Regions from separate parts of the Mus musculus genome. Here region 2 is linked to region 1. The links are chromatin contacts, called in public HiChIP or PLAC-seq maps. All regions are on one chromosome and are shown on one strand. The core of a region is the stretch at or near the end of the contact, and the rest is flanking DNA. Distances in the headings are between cores, read along the strand shown. Region 1 overlaps 5830433I10Rik (a long non-coding RNA gene). Region 2 overlaps Lnpep (leucyl/cystinyl aminopeptidase).

Region 1 (7,341 bases), core at 3,620-6,119:
AGTACTCTACAAACAGACACTCACACACAAAAGCACATGTGCATGCACAAACACACATAGACACACTACACACACACAGAGACACACACACATATACACACAGACACATATACCACACACAGACACTCCACACACACACACACACACACACACACACACACACACACCACACAGACACACACAGACACACACAGACACACACACACACCTATTTACCTTGCATGCATCTAAGCATGAGAAACATTAAGTCTTGTAGTAGCTTAAAATTGGCTTTTATGTTTACTTTATTTTTCTTTAAACAAAGGGTATAATCAGCTATACTTCAGGGAAGGCTTTTGATTAAGGCAACCTATAAAAGAAAAGCATCTAATTAGGCCTTGCTTATAATTTCAGAGGGTTAGTCCATGACCATCCTGGTGGGAAGCACGGTGATAGGCAGGCATAGTGTAGGTGGAGCATTAACTGAGAACTTACATCTGATTGGCAAGATAGAGGCAGACAGAGAGAGTGAGGCTGGGTTTGGTGTGAATGTTTGAAGTCTCAAAGCCCACCCTCAAGTGTCATACTTCCTCCAAAAAGGCCACACGCCTAATCTTTTCTAAACAGTCCATCAACTTGGAACTAAACACTCAAATATATAAACCTATGAGGGCCATTCTCTCTCAAGCTGCTATATCTGGAATACATGAAAACTCAAAAGTTTAACATCAAGAAAATCCAAATCACCAATCAATACATTGGTCAGTGAATGAAACAGACATTTCTCAAGGGAAGAAATACAAATGGTCAGTTAGTATTTCTTTAAGTGATAAGTATTGTTAGTCATTAGAAAAATCCAAATTAAAACTACTTGTGATTCATCTCATTTCAATCATAATGGTTGCTATGAAAAAAAAAAGATAGAAAATGTTGGCAAGGGCGTGGAGGGAAAGGGAAATTTCTTCACTGTTGGAAGGAGTAGATTGGTGCAGCGGCTGTAACAATCAGTGGGAAGTTTTATCACAAAACTGAGGGAAGGCTAGCATACGATCTGCTTCCACATGCTTGCGCATTTACTCAAAGTATTCCATAGCCTGACATAAATATTGTACATTCATGTTTATCAATGCCCTTTACAATAGCAAGGAAATGGAATCAGCTGTCCATCAATGCACAGATGGGTGGTAAAATATGGCACATAGACTAGATACCACAATGGAATAATCGTGCAGCTGTAGGGATAACTACACTTTTCAGGAAAATGGATGGAAGTAAACAATGTATTAAATGAGTGACCCGGCTTCAGAAAGACAATCAATGCATGTTCTCTCTCACAGGCAGCTCCCAGCTTCAAGCTTTTATGTGTGTATTTGTGTGGGGGTGAGTATGTGGTAGAGGATGTGAAACTAGGAGCTCACGAGTGTGGAAGCAGGAGCCTTTAAGGAAACAGGGATGATGGAACTCATGCAGTATGAATTGGGAAGGGCAAAACTAATGACAGAAGGCAGGGGCCAGGGAGATGGGGGAAGTGGAAGTGGGGAACAGGAACAACCACAATCACATAAGAAAAATGCCTTTAGGAAACCTGTTATTTTGAACATTGATTAAAAAAAGAAATTTAAAACTCTTATGATGATGATGATGGTGGTGGACATGATGATGAAGATGAAGATGATGCAAGGAAGATGACAATGACAACAATGTTGACTATGATGATGATGACAATGACAATGCTTTGTATATCTGCCTAAGAGCCACACTGTGTGTGGTGGTCAGAAGGTAACTTTAGAGATTCAATTCTCTCCTTCCATCTTCACACAGGTTCTAGGGATGAAACTCTGGTTGTCAGGCTGGCACGGCAAGTGTCTTTACCGTTTACCTGAGGAACCATCTCATGAGCCCAACAAAATGTATATTTTTAGAAATAGATAAAACATAGGATAGAACATACAGAGTAAAATTTACAGAGGTGTAGTTGAAATGTGCAGCCTGGTAAACCCATGCATTCACCACTCAGAGCAAGACACAGAACAGAACAATTTTGAATCAGTCTCCACGAGATAAAAACGGGTTGGCCATTGCCCACCAGTGCATGGCTGGCCAGGCTGCTGGGGCAGAGAGTTGCTGGCACAAGTGTGGGTTGTGCCGGTTCATTTTTTAATATTTACTGCAACAATTTTCTTCAGTGGTCATGTGCCCTAGAAAATCCACACCACCCCTACAGAGGTGACTGTTATCTGGATCTTCTTATCCTATTTTAGTCCTTGGATTTTGCAAGAGTTGAATTATAAAACATGGTTTCTTTTGAGTCTCTTTCACTCAGTACATTGCCTGTGAGATTCATCCACGTTACTTACTGTGGGAGTGATTTCTTCTTTGTTGCTGGGTGATATCCCATTTTGTCTTTATTTAGTCAAGTTTGAGGCTGTTTAGGAATCAAACTGTTAAACCGGGTGTGGTGGCGCATGCCTTTAATCCCAGCACTTGGGAGGCAGGCGGATTTCTGAGTTCGAGGCCAGCCTGGTCTACAAAGTGAGTTCCAGGTCAGCCAGGGCTATACAGAGAAACCCTGTCTTGGAAAAAAAAGAAAAAAAACAGAAAAACAAAAACAAAAAAACTTTTGGATTAAAAGGTAGCTCTACATTATGGTACATTAACAGATATCTTCTAACCGTCTTGTGCATTCGTAGGGGACTGCAGAGTTCATGGAAACTCTTCCCAGTTAAGTGATCATCTGTACTGGTTACTTTTGTGTTATTGTAATTATGACCAAGGCAATGTATGGAAAACATATTTATCTCAGAGGGTTAACACAGCAAAAGTTGGCGAGAGCTGTCACTAAGAGTCAGGAGGCATACCTCTTTATGTAACTGGGGATGGCATATGCTTTGAAACTTTGAAGACCACCCCTGGGAACATACCTCCCCCTCCAGTGCCGTGTCTTCTCCCAATCCTTTCTCATCAGCCACCAAGTGGGGACCAAGTATTAAAATGCCTGAGACTTATGGGGTAAATCAGATCAACATGCCACCCATATAATATAACCATAAACAATGTTAGTTTTTGTTTAGTTCCTTATTCTAAAAATACAGAAACAAAGTTACCTACATTAGACTTAAAATTCATATATTTACTTTCTCTAGTGATTAATGTGTTTATCTTCACAGCTAATTTGTATATCCAACTCTTCTCTCACAGAGTCAACTTCATCTCACAAGATTATTACCTCCCAGAAGTAGGAATGTTTGTATATATCTGTAATCCCAGCACTCGGCAGGCTAAGGCATGAGATCATGAGTTTGAGGGCAGCCTGGGTTATAGGGTGAAAAACAAAGTTATTCAAAGGAATGAAGTCGAGCCAGGCATGGTGGCACATGCCTTTCATCCCAGCACTTGGGAGGCAGAGTCAGGAGGATTTCTGAGTTCAAGGCCAGCCTGGTCTACAGAGCGAGTTCCAGGACAGCCAGGACTACACAGAGAAACCCTGTCTCGGAAAACCAAAAAAAAAAAAAAAAAAAGGAACGAAGTCTGGAACAGAGTTCAATGGTTAAAGGTACTTGCGGCTCTTCTAAAGGACCCCAGTTTGTTTCTCAGCACCTGGTTGCTCACAATTGCCTGTGACAAAAACTAAAAGCAGATGTTTTCGGCCTCCAGGTCTCCGTGAGCAGCTACATTTACATGCGTATTCCCACACATACTCAGACACATACATACACAATAGACGTAATAAAAAAAAAATCAAAGTAAAATTTCTAAATGGAAGGAAGACAGAGTCTCAGAGAGTGTCCTGCTTTCATTTCTGTGGCTGTGGTATCATCCTGATAAGCAACTCAGGGGAGAAATCATTTATTTTGCTTCACAAGTCCAAATTACAATGCGCCACTGCTGGGAAGTTGCAGTGGCAGGAATGTGTACTATAGTCAAGTGCGGAGGGAGAGGGAATGGATGCTCGTTTGCTTCCCTTGCTCAGCTGAATCTCTCCACCCTTTCACGGTTCAGGACCTTCTGATTGGGAATGGTTCCACCCATGGTGGATTGAGCCAGCCCACATCTGTTACCATAAGACAGTCCTGTCTCCTACCCCGTGACTATAGGTCAACCCAATGTAGACAATCCCTCAGTGAGATACTTTTCTAGGCAGTGTCAAGTTGACAATTGAAATTAACTATCACAGGGAGGGAGAAACACGGCATGGAAGAGTTAAGTGCCAGGTATACCAGTTGTCTCAGCACTCATACTGTAGTACCAGAAGGATCGCCTGTTTGATACTACTAAGCTCAGGGTATACAGTAAGGCCATGTCTCACCCCCAACTCCTCTAGTGTGTATGTGGGTGTGTGTTTCTGGTTTTTTTCAATTAAGTCTTTTATCAAAGCAAATAAATCAAAATCTTAAAGATGGAAAAGATACATTCCGGGCTGAAGGGATGACTCAATGGCTAAACGCTCTCATTGCCTTTGCAGATACAAGTTCAGTTCCCAGCACCCATGCCATACGGCTTGCAGCTCCTGAGTACTGCAGCCACGTGTGTATGCCCACATGCAGATACATACATGTATTTCAAACAAAAACAACAACAAAAAATGACATATTCTCTCCCCATTAAAAGTCAAGTCCTGTGAGTTTAGATTCACTCCACTTATTTATCATTTACCACATTCCATATCTCAGTCTAGCTTATGGCCATATTCCTCAACAAAACAGTTCTTGTTGTGGTAACTGATGACCATCGCGTCACCAAAGGCAGTGGACATTTTCCAGGCCTTGTTTCACATGACTTCACAATGGCACTTGACATTATTTATTCACCACTCCTTCCTTGAAGTGCTTAGTCATTTGTCTTCAAGCACACAACACCCTCTGAGAACTCCACCTCGTCTAGCTCATCTTCCTCTACCTAGGCCCTAAGCTATTGTAAAGCCAGTTTCATGTGCACTCAGGAATGTAATCTTTCCTTACAGATGTAGCAGGTTTTCTGTTTTACAGATGATGTCATCAGCTCTCCCAAGCTCCTGCTGCTGGGACTTCTCAGTAGTGATAGACTGTAACCCAGAACGCCGTCGAGCCAATCAGAATCCTTTCCCCTAAGGAGCTTGTTCCCAGGTCCATACAGGCTCATACTTCTATTTAGAAGCTGCTTGGATGACCAAAGCCATTAGAAATTCAGTAGATACTACACCAAATGATCTCCCAACCTCCCTATCTACCTCCAGATACACTGACCTTCGAGTGAATGCCACTACCACTCAGCTGTATACACAAGTACCCTCTTCCTAATGCTCCGTCCGAGCTCAGGAAGCATACACTACTGTTTCCCAGCTAACTCTTTCTACCTCTATTTCACTAACCTGCTCCAACATGCCCTTTCTAGCTTTCTCATTGACAAAAGAGTCCAACTAATTCTAGGAGTATTTTATCAACCTTGATATATCTTAATCTTTGTTTGAGATTTATATCTAGAGTACAGTTTTCAATTTACCCATCCTTTTAAGTCACCATCAAGCTAAAATCCCTTCAATGTTTTCCTATTTTCCTGCATAATCTACTTGGTCCCTGAAGAGCCCTGACTGTGTAGACCCTCTTGTTCAATTGCTGTTTGTTCTCTCAGGGCTATGTATTCTATATCCCCTATTTTGATGGCTAATCTTCACTATCAACTTGACTAAATTTAGGGTCATCAGGGAAATACACTTTAGCTCGTATCTATAATACATTCAGAAAGGTTTAACTCCGGAAAGAGGAATGGATGTGGGCAGCACATTAGAGGACTGAATGGAATCAGGAAAGCAAGCTAAGCAGTAGGAAGGATTCATCTCTCTCCTTTCTGACTGCTTAGTGTGACCAGCTGCCTCACATCTGTCTCTCTCTTCCCCACCAGGATGGATAATACATGCAAGTTATCAGCCAGAATAAACTTTTCCTTCTTGAAACTATATTTGTTAGATGTCTTGCCATAATAACTGTCTTAGTCACTGTTTTATTGCTGGGAAGAGACACCACCACCAAGGCAACTCTTAAAAAAAAAAAAAAGACTGCATTTAAGTGAGGGGTTTGCTTAGTTTCAGAGGGTTAGTCCATTAGCATCATGGCAGGGTTATGCTCGGAGCATGGTGGGGTAGTCATGGAGCGGGAGCAATAGCTGAGAGTTACATCCTGATCTGCAGAGAGGAGCGGTGGTGTCTCTGATCGGGTCTGACATGGGCTTTTGAAACCTTAGTTTCACCTCCCTGTGACATGTCTTCTCCAAGGCCACACAGTCTAATCCTTGTAATCCTTTTAAACAGTTCCAGTCTTTGGTGATCAAGCATCCAAATATCTGAGCCGAAGGAGGCCATTCTCCCTTTAACCACCACAGCAGCAGAAAGGTAATGACTGCGTTTACAGTTGCTCAGCTCTTCACTGAAACATTTCTCAAATATCCTTGAAGGAAACTTTTCTTTTCTTTTCTTTTCTTTTTTTTTTTTTGGTTTTGTTTTTGTTTGTTTGTTTGTTTTTTGTTTTTCAAGACAGGGTTTCTCTGTGTAGCCCTGGCTGTCCTGGAACTCACTTTGTAGACCAGGCTGGCCTGGAACTCAGAAATCTGCCTGCCTCTGCCTCCCAAGTGCTTGGATTAAAGGCGTGCGCCACCACGCCCAGCAAAGATATAATTTTGTATTTATACAATGCCTATGTGATTTTATACCTACTGGCCTCTTAGAATCATCTTTAAGAACTCTATTTAAAACTTTATTGGTATTAAGGGACTTATTTAAAAAGGTAGAATCATGCAAGCCCATAGTTGCAACTCTCAGGGGACAGAAGCAGAAGGGACACTTGAGCCCAGAAATCAAAGCCATGATAGTTACTATAGGGAGACTGTGTCAAACTAGCACCCATATCTTAAAAAGAAAAGGATTTACCAGCTAGCAAGATGGCTCAGCTGGTAAGGGCAGTTGTTGCCAAGTTTAATGACCTGAATTTGATCTTAAGTACCCCAAGTAATGAAAGGGACTCCTTCAAGTTGTTCTCTGACCTCCACATACATGTGAATTATAGCATGTACCTGCACATGTATGTATACACACACAGTCAATGTAAAAAAACACACACAAGAAACTAATTTCATCAGTCAAAATTCCCAAATATGATATTCAAGATGTCTGAATATGGGAATTGTGAGATGGATATCAGAAGGAACTAGGAAATCCTTCCAAACACTGCATACGTTGGAAATCACGCATGGTGGGAGAGGTGGTGCACAGAGCCAGACTTCTGTCCTGGGAGAATGTTTTGCCTAACACTGGAACAGCGACTGTTACAAAATTATGATTAGCAAAGTAGAAAATGCGTCACATTTACTATGACTTAAAATTTCACAAGCCTA
Region 2 (7,269 bases), core at 4,078-6,577, 1.9 Mb after region 1:
AACTGAGGGAAAACGCTCTATCCTACAAGGTTTCATTGAGAAGCCAGTAGTTGTTAGACATGGCACAGATAAGTACAATTTAGAAAAAAACTGATTTTCCAAGGTTGGAGAATTTAGCTCAATGATATAGCACTGTCTAGCAAACACAAAGTCCTGGGCTTGGTCCCAGCACTGGGATACTAAAAAAGATAATCTGAATGTATAGTTATTCTTCGAGGCTTAATGGTATCACAGCTGTGTGAGTTTGAACAAATCATTTCATAAATTTGTCTTCCTGTAAAATGGGATTATGGCCCACCATAGGGCGTTTATGAGATGAGACAATGGACATGAAATAGCTTAAAGGTGAAATTCTTCCCTTTGTCATTTTATATAATAGCAACACTAAAACCACAAAATAGTAATATGCTTAGTAACATACAGGTATTTACTAAAACTCTAGGGAGTGAGATATAACGGTATGCGTTGGTGATACCTGATGTGCCAGTTCGTGAGCAATGATTTTAGTGACCAGTTTTCTGTCTGCTACTGAAGAAGTTGCATTGTCATACAGAAGAGTCTCTTCTCGGAATGTAAGCAGGCCCCAGTTTTCCATTGCTCCTGCTTCAAAGTCAGGAATGGCCACCAAATCTGGACATGTCAAGACAGAAGAGATCAACTTCTCACCTAAAGAACTCCCTAAGTCAAGACTCTGCCCAGTAGAAGGTCTTTCATGATCCTTAACATGCTGAATCTTCCTGTCCCTACGTCTAAATGCTCGGTACCTGAATATCAGCTGAGGAAGACCCGATCAGCAATTCCACTGTCCCCTAACAAGGACAACGCCAGCCCATTTCTTTCACAATGAATCAGATTAGAGTGAACACAACCAAGCCCAGTCAGAGCCCCACTTTGTTCTTCAGAACCAGTGTCACGCCAAACAAAACTTAAATCTCCTCCTCCCATCTGAACCCGAAATTCCTTCGAAGTTAGAATTTATCAAACTCCATATGGGGCCTTAAGCAAATTTCTACAACCCCATAAACTTAAGTTATCTAAGTAATTCTAAGTTAAGTTCAGATGTATAGATTATAAATAACCGTACACAAATAAAATTTCTACAGCATTAAAAATTTCTTGGTTTTCTTTTAAAAATATTTGGCAAAGGCTTTTTTTAAAAAAATTGTTTATGAAGCAAATCTTTGTTATAAATTGCAATGAAAATCAAAGGAACTATCTAACTCTTACCCAATTTCTTAAGTGGGTACTGAATTTCAAAGTAAGTTTGATAAAACTCAAGAAGCTTTATAGTTGTGTCCAAGGCATGGTGAACTTGACCAATTTTTTCTGGTACAGCATACACAGAAACCTGAAGAGAAACATAATCCATGGTGTAAAGGCAGGTAAGATTAAAATGGCATGCCACTCAGCTGAGCACTGTTAGGACCAGCAAACAAGTCATTTATACCCATACTTACACAAAAGAATTACTTAGTGTTTTAATTTTTTTAAAGCTTTCCCCAATATCTCAAATAAACTACTATAGCACACCTCAGAGCAAAGTATAAGCACTGACCCTAATGTAATGATACATTCTTACACTCTTATAACTCACAAGTGCTCTTACTTATGAATTGTGAAGATGGGTTATATGCAGCACAAAACTAAGGTGTTAATCCTTTTGGTGCCTGTTATTGTGCCTGTCATCCAGTAGGCACTAAATATATACTCATAAATAAATATCAACTTCACTTGTTGGCTTGCTTTGATGGATCATGTAATAAAAAACAGTTGTATCATGAGACACTCTAACTATGATTCAGGTCTCACATTGCTCATTCACTTCAGACTGCACACTCAGAAGCAAATCATAGAATTACAGAGATTACTTAAATACCTATCCTCTCTCTATTTGGAAGATAAGTGCACAGTTTAAGTAATATGATATGATTATAAAAGAAACTGAAATTTGACCAAGTGACACAATTACTCTCAATTCTGGCACACAATTAGGAGAAAGGGTTTTGAAAGTTTTCCTTTCTAATTTTTTTCTTTTCCTTAAAGAACATGTGCTTTTAACTTCTTAATACATAGTTATCATCTGCTCATTATATTTATATCAACCTTATTCTAAAAAATAATAAAACAGTGGAAAATAAACAAAGAGAACAATGTGTCTCAGGAAAAAAAAAAGTCTTTTGCTAGTTTGTGGTCTCAGAGATTTAAACTACAGCCCTACATATATGATGCCAGCACCCCACCACAGAGCTATTTCCCCAGGCCTCTTTTTACTTTTTAGTTGGCCACAGGGTCTCATTAAGTTCTCCAGGCTCAGTCTTGAACTCATTTTGTAGCTCAGGAATGTCTTGAAACTGTGACCCTTCTGCCTCGGCATCCTAAGTAGGTGGGGTTACAGGTCTTCACTACCATGCATACCAGGGGAGAAATGCCTTAAACAATATTTTGGGTTGGGTAAGAGAATATCAATTACTACTGTATGGGGATTTGGGGTGCAGCTCTGTGGTACAAGAGGTGGTTAGCAGGTTTAAGGCTGTAGGTTGAAACAATTTAAAAAATAAAGGAGGAAAAGAAAAACAAACAAATCATATCCTAGTAACAGTCAAATGAAAGCCCCCTGGCAACTAGGCCGTGGCAGTTATAGTCTAAATGCTTTCTTGCCATCTAGTCCAAGAACCCTTTAAGAGACTTTATAACTACAGTTATGACTTGGTAGGTTGAACCCGTTTGTGCCTTTAAGTAATAAAAACAAATACGAGCCAACAAAAGCAGGCCCAAACCTTATCACCTGCAATGAAAAGCAGTAATAGAGCCTGTAGGATCTAAGGGACACACTGGCCTTCCAAAACTGAACACATCACCGAAAGCATAGTGCCTTGCATAAAGAAAGTGTTGAGTTTCTTCCTAATGACTGATGAGATGCACCAGGAGGAAATGAAATCAAATGTGCAAAGTGTACCAGGATGCTTGAGAGACACTTGGGATATGTCCTGGCTAGTTTTATGTCATTTTGACACAATGAAGAGTTAACAGAAAGAAGGAAACCACTATTGAGAAAATGCTACCATAAGATTCAGCTGTAAGGCATTTTCTTAATTAGTGATTAATGGAGGAGGGCCCAGCCCATGGTGAGTGGTGCTATTCCTGAGCTGGTGGTGTTAGTTCTATAAGAAAGCATGTTGGGCAAAGTCATAGAAGCAAACCAGTAAGTAGCACTCCTCCATGGCCTCTGTATCAGCTCCTGTTTCCTGCCCTGTTTGAGTTCCTGTCCTGGCTTCCTTCAGGCTACTGACCATCATATTCTACAGTACAGTTCTAGAAATGTCAGTATAATATGTTATCTTACTATAATTTTCACAAAATAGGAAACTTGAAAACTACTAACTTTCAGACAGCAAATGAATAGTAGTATATATGAGTTAAATGAGAGTGGTATTTCTGGTGTAACATGTTAGAATCCGATCTAAAAGCTTGTATTCATAAGGTAACCACCAAGAACTACCACCACCCTACTATACACCAGCTTTCAGACAATCAGAGTACGGACATACCAGAGTTCCATTTACATCCTGACTCAGGTTCCTCATCTCCCCTACAATGAAAGCAACCAGGTATGTGCTCATTTTCACACTTTCAGAAAACTCATCTTGAATAAGTCCTTCTTCTGCAGGGACCGATGACTTCTATAGCCAAAAAAAAAAAAAGGAAGATGACAGTTCTGTAACTAAAGGATCAATGACAAATACGGTAAGAAATTAAAAATTCATGAAGTAATAAATAGACATTTTAATCTTTCAACACAAATTTCTAGATAATGGTTTCAGTCTCTTCTCTTGATCAAGAAGACACAGAGTATAATGAGAACCTCAACATGACTCTCAATATATTTGTTCCCTGTAGCAATTGTTCTGTCTTCCAACTGTAGCAAAATTCAAATCCTTCCCCATTCCCTACCTCCATAACCTGAGGATCACTGACTTCAAGAGGGAACTGTAGCTAAAACATTCCCTGACATGATCTAGTGCTCCATGGAGTACCCCCAGGAAAAGTTAGTGGAATCAAAAGCATTAAGTCACTAGAGAACTCTGTCACTGACTAAAGGTGAAGAAATGCCAGGAACTCTCAAAATTTCCCAACCATGAATCAGGTTTTGCTTTGGGTTAGTGTGAAGTAGGTGCCCACCTCTTTAAGAGACATATTAAGGTGATGAGTTGACTGTGACAATGAAAGCTCATGCTGTCTGATGGCTATGGGGGTAGATGGTAGATGGTATTGCCTGCTACCTGTGGCTACTTCTCACCTCTAGCCATACAGGTTCTAGGAAGTACCACACCGGCTGCACAAGCCATTCAGGCAGACACAAAAAGAATAAAGTTCTGTTGAGCATAAAACTCTTCTACTTGGTGTTACCCCTACTACCTCCCATGCAACTAACAAGAAAAAGGCTCCTGTTCTTGTCCATTTCCACATGACAATAATCCAGAGTTTCATTAGCCAAAACACTAAGAATGATCACAATTCCATAGTCTCAACAATGCTTACAAGAGCAAATTCATTATGTCTCAAGTCATTTACTCAGCTTATACTGTTTCATAGTGTTAGTATTTGTGCTACTGTAGAGCAGGAAGACACTTCACACTTCTTACGCATGCATTCTAAGCCTTGCAGGGTCTTTTCCTTTCTCAAGCATTCCTCAGACTGACAAAGTACTTTTCTTTCCATTTGTATCTAACTATTTCAGAAAGAATATATACACATATGTTTCTAAATATCCCTACCAATAGTAAAGAGGAATCCAACTGTTCTCAGAGATAAGAGATCTATCCAAATATTGCACCTTCACGTCCCAGTACCTTAGGCATATTTGATAACGCAGTATGGTGCTCATTCCTTGTGATCTTGATGATAAATGTGGCCTTAAATGCTGGTTCATCAAAACAAGGAAAAGCAGATCTTGCTGCCAGAGGTTCAAACTGAGTTGCTGCAAAGTACCTAAAAAGAAATGCAAATTTGGTCCAATAGTTAGAGTGCGTACTAGACAGGGCATCCCACAAAGTACTAGGGCTATGAAGAAAAAAATACATTACAATTCCAGCCTCTAAAACACCTACTATTAACTAAAGGGGTTGAGGGGGGCGAGGAGAGCAGAGGCCTAGAGGGGGCAGAGTCTTCTTGCAGGCTTCAAATTGTATTGCTAACAGTGGAAGCACATTAGTGGGATCAAATGGTGTGAAACAAATTCTTCTGCAGGTGAAGACACTATAAAGAAACTAGTACCCAGCCTGAATGGGTCCTTGAATATCAAGCACACTTGATAAAGCACAGAATTGAAGAGTACACTTGAGAAAGACGGCAGCATAAGGAAAGAAGGCAATACGCGTCTACAAGCTGGAGCAGCTGCTAAGTGCAGTGGGATTCACCAACGGAGAGGCTTGAGTTTCTGATAGAAGTCCATAGGATTGTCATTAGCAGCTACTAACCAGCTGGGTTCACAACACTGAATCTCAAATCTACAATATGCACTTTCATGAAAATAGAAAAACCAGTTGTTCTTTAATAGCATTCTGCTTTCCTCTTTCCTTTTTAGAGATGGTCCTGCCTGTGAAAATCACAAAAAGCAGCAGGGGCTAATGGTAGATTTTCACTCAGGAGAAAGTGATTTCCACTTGAAGACTACACAAGCAGAGTAGCAGGGCGAGCGAGAGGCCTCTCTTATGCCAGCTTCTATGCCATTCACAGGCACTGTGGACACAGCACCCGCTGTGCTAGACTCCACTTTTAGAAGATAAGCAGAAAAGAGCGCTTTGAATTTGGGGTCTACATTTATTAGCTCCATGACTCTGTCCAGTCTGTAACCTACATCTCTGTCTTATATGTTACATATTATGGTTGAGCCAGGTCTCCCTGAACCAAGCCTTAGGGTTTTGCCAGAATCCAGGAAAACTTTACAATAAACTAACAAAACCACCTAGGCTACCTAGGTGGTTCTACATCGATGCTTACTACTAGTACTAGGTAACTACAACTCTCTCCGCACGTAAAGTCATTATGTCTTTCCTGATAAGCATAGGCCCAGTAAAAGCAGAGTGAACTTCATCTGATAACCATGCGATTTCTAAAGCTCATTCCTTTTATTCATCCACTGCCAACATTTTCACCCAGTAAACAGAATAGGATAAAGTCTAATTATATCCCTACTACTCACATTAGAGAGGCCTATTTATAGACAAAAATTATATCATAATGTTCTTCTTTTTGTTTGAGACTGAATCTTAAATAGCCCAAATTGGCCTCATACTCACCATGTACAAACACACACACACACACACACACACACACACACACACACATACGCACGCGCACGCGCCTCTCGACCTCCTTGATCTTCCTGCCTCTACCTCCCAAGTGCTGGGACTGCAACTGCATTCCTCATGCCTGACTATAGATCCTAATGTTCTAAGTCAAAACAAACAAACGAGAAAACTTTTAAGTTATTGTTCAAGCAATATAACAACTATCTCACACAAGTCTATGAGAAGTCTACATTTTGAAGACAATTACAATGTCTTCTCTATTGTGAAACTCGATACCTATTCTTTCCTTGTGACTATGTTTGCTCTCAGAAACACTTGCTAAGCATGCATATCCTCAAGTCAGGACAGGAATTAGCTGGGAGGTGAGTAAGAGAATCTTAAGCACTGGCAAAAACAATGTGCAAAAGAAATGAAGTATGAACTGGGGAAGTGGTTCAATACAATGGAAAGGTCTGGGTTCCCTCTCTGCTCCCTGACAGTCCTGGCAGACTATTATTACTTTATAATAGTAATTTATAAGCACTTTCATCCTTGGCTATTATGAATATATTAGCATTTCTTAGTTTGACAAGGTAGAAGATTAAAGAAACATAAGATGTTCTGAGCAGTTTCTAGTATTTCAGTTCCCAATAAATACTGACTACTGTTATGCTTAGTTGTAGGAATAGAGTGTTCAACATGATAGGAGAATAAGGGCTGTGAGAGAAAACAAAGGCCAGATAATGAAGATTGTCAAAATGTTAGGAATAAGAACTGTAAAATGTTTGTACATCGAAGGTGACCATGAGCACCTCTAGCAGAAACAAGTGCAAAGATAAAAATAGGCATAGATTATGTTGGCAGCAGTGTGGAAAGGAGGCAAAGTTTCCTGACCACAAGCAGTGTCTCTTCAAAGCATTTACAGACATTGTGATTTTTCCAGGCAACAAGAGCATTGGTGGTAAGAAGAGCTGCCTTT

The links. HiChIP or PLAC-seq counts read pairs in DNA pulled down with a chosen protein or histone mark.
Region 2: an H3K4me3 HiChIP or PLAC-seq map of embryonic limb bud shows a contact between it and region 1, with 6 times the contacts expected there. The contact joins two enhancer-like sites. A contact is called at or near these places in 1 of 39 promoter capture datasets (the C10 cell line) and 4 of 115 datasets of contacts at active chromatin or transcription factors (bone marrow-derived macrophages, embryonic limb bud, large pre-B cells and 1 more).

Annotation. Positions count from the first base shown.
Region 1 is chr17:15,694,337-15,701,677 of GRCm38.p6, forward strand. 5830433I10Rik (a long non-coding RNA gene) reads right to left here. Exons shown (of 2, transcript XR_001782213.2): 2 at 267-7,341. Among named protein-coding and RNA genes, the nearest start is that of Chd1, 7.0 kb to the right of the region's middle. Within about 2 kb of position 4,870, at least 14 of the 459 cell types and tissues checked have an H3K27ac peak or open chromatin away from gene starts, as enhancers often do.
Region 2 is chr17:17,570,399-17,577,667 of GRCm38.p6, forward strand. It overlaps Lnpep (leucyl/cystinyl aminopeptidase), which reads right to left. Exons shown (of 18, transcript NM_172827.3): 3 at 4,851-4,989; 4 at 3,549-3,680; 5 at 1,228-1,348; 6 at 476-630. Among named protein-coding and RNA genes, the nearest start is that of Lnpep, 50 kb to the right of the region's middle. Within about 2 kb of position 5,328, at least 5 of the 459 cell types and tissues checked have an H3K27ac peak or open chromatin away from gene starts, as enhancers often do.